2 separate regions of the Hordeum vulgare genome follow, and region 1 is linked to region 2. Evidence: chromatin contacts called from public Hi-C data. All regions are on one chromosome and are shown on one strand. Each heading gives the region's core, a stretch centred on a gene start, on an enhancer-like site or on the middle of the called end of the contact. The rest is flanking DNA. Distances are from core to core; before and after follow the strand shown.

The links. Hi-C and Micro-C count contacts between places; a contact is called where the count stands out from the background.
Region 1: a contact with region 2 is called in a Hi-C map of leaf, with 2.6 times the contacts expected there. The contact joins the promoter of LOC123444244 here to the enhancer-like site in region 2. A contact is called at or near these places in 4 of 6 Hi-C or Micro-C datasets (leaf and seedling) and 1 of 1 datasets of contacts at active chromatin or transcription factors (embryo).

Annotation. Positions count from the first base shown.
Region 1 is chr3H:458,059,217-458,062,563 of MorexV3_pseudomolecules_assembly, forward strand. It overlaps LOC123444244 (5'-nucleotidase SurE), which reads left to right and starts at 1,541. Exons shown (of 10, transcript XM_045120908.1): 1 at 1,541-1,939; 2 at 2,118-2,212; 3 at 2,317-2,384; 4 at 2,468-2,511; 5 at 2,590-2,667; 6 at 2,784-2,937. The coding sequence starts at 1,644.
Region 2 is chr3H:457,944,813-457,947,660 of MorexV3_pseudomolecules_assembly, forward strand. No RefSeq gene overlaps it. Among protein-coding and RNA genes, the nearest start is that of LOC123440161, 8.5 kb to the left of the region's middle. Within about 2 kb of position 1,564, at least 3 of the 3 cell types and tissues checked have open chromatin away from gene starts, as enhancers often do. A contact at or near this core is called in leaf and seedling, where this site is marked.

The sequences.
Region 1 (3,347 bases), core at 291-2,790, 110 kb after region 2:
CGATCATCACGTGGTGTTTCGAAACGACGAACTGTCGCAACAGTGCACAGTCGGGGAGAACACAATGTTATCTTTGAAATTTTAGTGAGGGGTCACCTTATAATGCTACCGCCGTTCTAAGAAAGATAAGGTGCATAAAAGGATTAACATCACATGCAATTCATAAGTGACATGATATGGCCATGATCTTGTGCTTCTTGATCTCCATCACCAAAGCACCGGCATGATCTTCATCGTCACCGGCGCCACACCATGATCTCCATCATCGTGCCGCCATCGAGGTTGTCATGCTATCTATGCTATCATCGTGCAAAAAAGATATGCACCCATAGGTTGCAACATCGCAAGAGGACCAAAAATCAACAACCACCAACAAATCGGGGAAGAATTGCATGTGGTTCAAATTCCTATCCGAGTAAACAAACATCACCACCCCGATGTTCACCCAATCCGGATTGAACTTGGGTTTCTGAACCATCTCCACTTCAAACTACACAACACCACCCCGCCGCCAACCAATACGGGATGAACCCAACACACCTCAACCTACCTCTGCTACAAATCAATCTCAATAAATATCGTTCTGACCCATCTACTACCGAATTATGCGAGGAACAGAGGGGATGAAGGGACCGCACAGAAAAGGAAATCACTGGAAAATTCATCGGCAACCTTGGTCGTTACCCATCGCAGATGAACCCCGCACTCCCGCCTCTTTTCACCGCGGAAGAACGAGCTGCCCTTGACCCGGCCGCGAATCACCCCGAATGAGAGAGGAGGTAGAGCAATGGCGGAGTGCAAGCGCGTTTACCCAAAATCGAACCAACCAGTCCCGAATGAATGCTAGTGAGATCGTGCAGGTGGATGAGTGGAGAACATCCACCACGATTGACGACACGAACAACACAGTTAGTCCCACCTAAGAGAGACACTGAAATGAGAACGACTACAAAATTTATCTAGAGAATAACACTTGTCTGATCGACAATGGACGAGATCAGGGTCATTCAGGCCTGTTGCCATTTTCCCGTCGTACGGATTTTAGTAATTTCAATAAAAAAGGAGTTGGAAATCAGATTCAGAAAGAATCACATATAACACATCCCTTGGCAACATGCTTACAAAGCTCTTTTCTTGTGCTCTTTGTCTCATTATATTTTCACTATTTTTTCGCTTATTTCCTCATACTTCTTTTGTCAATTCTAAACGTGGAGACAAAGCTCTTCTAGCAGTTTAATTATGTACTACTCCCTTCGTCCTATAATTCTTGTCATTGTTTCAATAATGGACTCAAAAAAGACACTGAGAAATACTTCCTTCGTTTAAATATGCTTGAGTGATAAATAATTTCGGAGGAAGGAAGGCATAGGAGATGGTGGATGACAATTTGACAAAGCAATTTTGGCACACTTTTGCTTGGGCAGCACTTGACTTTCCTCTCAAATGTGTGCGGGTCAAAAAGAGGCTCGCTCGACACGTAGAGCGGGCCCGGTCTGGATAAATCCATAAACTATGCGCGCCCACCCCATTCCACTCCATTTTCTTCCTCCGCTTCGCCTGGAACATTTGCCTCTCCCCTCCTCCCTCCGTACCCCCCTCCCCCCTCTCTCTCCCAACGCCCGTCCATCTCTCCGGCGAAACCGATGGCCGCGAGCTCAGGCGACGAGTCCCGGAGGCCCAACCCCCTCCCCTCGGCGCTCGTGTCCAATCTGCAGTCCGTCCTCGCCGCCCGCCGCCCGCCTCCGCCCGAGGACGCCGCGGCCGAGACCCCGGCTCCCGCGGCGTCCGCGGCCGAGGATGGGTCGTCCGATGATGCGCCCGCTAAGCCCGTCGTCCTTCTGACCTGCGCCGGTGGGATCCAGTCGCCGGGTCTGGCGGCGCTCGTCGACGCCCTCGTCAAGGGCGGCCGATGCGACGTCCACGTATGCGCCCCTGAATCGTATGTCCCCCAATCCGAGCGCCCAACCTCCTGATTTCTCGTTACATTTCTCTCTTGAGATTCATCGTTTTGGCTGGATTTTTTCCCCCGTGAACTGCTGTAACTCTCTAATCCATCATTAATCATTGTCCCTGTTGTTCTTCAAGCAATTTAATCACAACATTTTGTTAATTTGAAGGGACAAGCCTGTCTGTGGTCATTCCATTACCATCCGGGAGACCGTGTCCGCGACATCCGTCCATTTTGCAGGGGCGAAGGCTTTTGAGATATCAGGTGAGGGTTCTTCGTCCATTTGTGTGCCATTTGTATCATACCATTCCTCATCGATTGGGTATTGTGAGTTTGCTCTATGCTAATTATGACGACTCTTAATGTAGGGACGCCGGTGGATTCTGTCTCATTGGCATTATCTGGGAGGCTATTTTCTTGGTCGGCACCTGCTTTGGTATTGTGCTTGTTAACTTTGTGTAGGGGGGAAGGTGGATTTACTATCCTTTGTCATTGAGGATGATTCCATTTGGTTTGCAGGTGATCAGCGGTATCAATGCTGGGCCAAACTGCGGCTATGAGATGTATGCTCTTGTTTCACTAGTGGGCCATTTATAGTCTGTTTTCACTTTAGTTATGCAATTGATTACAAATCTGTGTAGGTTCCACTCTTCTGCCATTGCTGCTGCAAGAGAGGCCTTAATGTGTGGGGTACCTTCAATTGCAATCTCATTGAATTGGTGGGTATGCGATTAGTCACATTAAAACTGTGTTTCAAATCTACTCTATCATTCCTGGTATTGTTTGTTCACTCAGTAACACAAGCTAATGACGAATGGTGGATATATGCAACTAGGAAGAAGAATGAAACCAAAGACAATGACTACCAGGATGCAGCTGGGCTGTGTTTGCCACTGATACATGCTGCCTTGGCAGATATTGAGAAGGGAACTTTCCTCAAAGGGTGCCTGCTAAATGTTGGGGTTCCAAGCTCGCCAGCTGCAAATAAGGTTATTTTGTGAACAAAACTTGAACTCAAACTCCATTTAGGGCCAAAAATAGCAACATAGCTGTAGAAGTACATGAATCCTTTTACTTGTTGTTCACTTTGTCTTTTGGTGACAAGCATACTGGACCATGCTATTGCTATTGTTTATGGGCCAGAGCACTACACATAAGTATATAACTCATTATGTCCTCAACTTCAGAGCATCATATACCAGTTATGTTATTAGAGGCTAGCCTTAAGTGTAAATCAACAAGTTTCTGCACTAATATAGAATGTATGTTGTTTGCTATGTCGTCAGTGAGCTACTTTTTTGAAGTGTTTAGCCACTGAAGCATCTGATGCGCCTCACTGATGATCGAGTGATAAGAAAAATGAATTACACAGAAGTTGCCCTATTTTGACACCTGAACC
Region 2 (2,848 bases), core at 314-2,813:
AAAATAAAGAATGAAATACTCGGAAGTACATGTAAGTTGTGCATGCACAAGATGTTGACTGACAATAGACAAGGCACGTGTAATATATCCTAACAAATTTGTCACATATCGACGCGAGGAGCACATGCTACCATCATTGACACTGCATATGGTACATACGGAACAGAAACCGACGGATGATTTCATCTATGCAGCATGTGTGTCTCATCGGCGGAGAGCGGCTCGATCTCGCAGGTCTGGATGCCCTCACTGGGCTCCTTAGGGAAGCCCTTGTTGATGCAGGCCATGTCGCAGCTCTTGATGCACGATGTTTCTCGGCATTTGCCCTTGCAATCTTGCAAGGATGGGATGTGTGTCCGCATACACAGCTTCACGCACTCGCATATACAGTTCTGCCCCGCCTCCGCACGCTCCATCGCCGCCGCCATCATCATCACCACCATCACCGCCGTCGCCGCTGCTGCCGCTTGCCGCCTCGTCACCATCCCGATGCGGATTTCCTTTTTTCCTTGACGCAAATTTGTGTTCAAATTAGTAAGGGGTTTTCCTTCGTGCCAATTAAAGGCGTCGTTGGTGGCAAGGTGCTACCTCATATAGCACAGACAATGCTGCTCGCTCAATTAGCTCGTTGGTAGGCCTTAAAAGGAGGACTCGATTGGCTAATCACGGAAATGCCTAATAATAGCGTTATGCACTAAGCTGGTATGTACCCCCCCCCCCCCCCCCCCCCAACGAGCAATAGATAATTCAGGTCATGATTTATCACAAGGTAACACATATACTATAACGAATGTACGTTCAAATAGCAATTGATTGACGCATATTGAGCCTCATCATGTATGTTCGTTTAGGATAACATGATGTGGGTCTAGGGATGTGCTTGCCAGCCCTAGATCGCGACGCGAGACTATATAAAGGATACATAAAAAATCAGAAAGTCAAATGAACCTTTTATTTTCGATGAGAGCTAAGCAGTCAGCATCAATGATCGTGCCAAAAGCAGACGAGAAGAAAAGCAAAACCCCGTCCATCATCGTAAACTAAAACTATTGGCCCTATGTTTAAGTTGGACGTCTCAGCACTACACGGCAATTTGTGATAGATCAATCTTTTTTACGATGGGGACGGCGCACACGAGAAATAATAGGCACCAGTTGGTCATCCCCGTGCCGTGCCGTGCGTGCGTGCGTGCACCAGAATGATGAGGTAGCCGTGCGTCCATGCATGGCGCGCACCTTCTGATCCCAAAGCCAGCCACGGGGAAACCACTCCGGCTCCCGGTACGTGGAAGGAATTAACAACTTTGACTTTGATGACGCGAGGAACGGATTCCACCGTTGGCGATGACAGCGAGCCACCGACGGCTCCCTGTCGCGCTCCCCGTCCGTCCGCACCACAGCCGCAGATGCGCGGGGATGAAATTAAGCTTTTCCCTCCCGGGCGCGACGTGGATCCTACTACGGTCGGGGGATCCCTCCCGGGCGCGACTCAACGACTACTACGTGCGATGCGAGGCCATCCAGCACATGACATCCGGAAAGGACTCACATGGGGTGCCGCCCCTCCCACGACCGAGGTTGTCTGCTATTTAGTGGCCCGCGCGTACAGATGTGCGCATGATACTGTGCGCCAGGTTTCCTGACCTCGTGTCTACAAGATTTACTATCGTGTCTACAAGATTTACTATTAGGCCTTCCGTAATGCATTGTCTCTTAGCGCGATATCCTAGGTAGTATACGATCGTTAGATACAACCATCCTAATGTATTGTATGTTAAGTGTCGTATCTTAGTAAGCATGTATTTAATGATTTTGACCTCATACTAATATGTGATTGGTCTAACAAGTTATTTTGTCTATGATACCGTGCAAGAGCCGTATCCTAAATAAGATACAACAACCTCCTCTTTCCTAAATAAATATAGTGCCACGTCAGCATTTTGCCTATGATATTGTGCCAAGATACTACCATTACGGAAGGCCTTAGCCCACACGGATCCACTAAGAATATCTACACCCGGACTCCTCAGACACTCTTCAAATATTCAGGTAGTTCGCTGGATCAGTGCCCACAAAACATCGACCCAAACAACCATTTCAAATCAACCTCAAACGTTCGGGCTGACGTACACCCTCATTTCCAGCCCAGATATGGGGCGGATATGGGCACGCCCGCCAAATCGGTGTGATGACTTGACCTCACGTGGACTCGTCGGGAAACCCGACGGTCCGACGGGGTCCTCGACCATAGGCGCAGTGTGAACGCCGCGTGACATCGCTCCGGCTCCCCGTCCAAGGTCGAGGCCGGCTTACGGCGCCCCCAGCCCTAGCTCACCCGCCTCTTCCTTCTGTCCGCCGCCACCCGAGCCCATGCGCCTCCTCTCGCAGTTCCCTCTCCGTCAAGATGGCCGGGCGGCTCATCACCACGTACGCACAGTTCACTCCGGAGCGACGCTTTCAAATCAAGGTGGAGATCCAGGCTTGTCGCGCTACCTGCATCGTTGCGGGTCTCCCTCCGGACTCGCCGGAGACGAAGGAGGAGGAGCAGCAGCAGGAGGAGTAGCCGGGGGCCATGGAGGAGGAGGCTCCCGGCTTGAGGATGACAGAGGCGGAGGAGGAGTTCGCCGTCGCCCGATCGGAGGAGATGGCGGAGCAACAAGCCATCATAGATTTCATCTGGGATGAGACCGAGGTGGAGGCCAAGTGTCGGCTCATTCGGCAGAGGCAGGCGGAGGCCGACGCCTTCTTCGACGGGCTCAACACGTAGATTGATGCCGAGGAGGCCGCAGCGGAGCAGCCAGAGGGGGCGGAGTTGTGGCAGGCGGCCATTTATCCACACGAGGGCACGA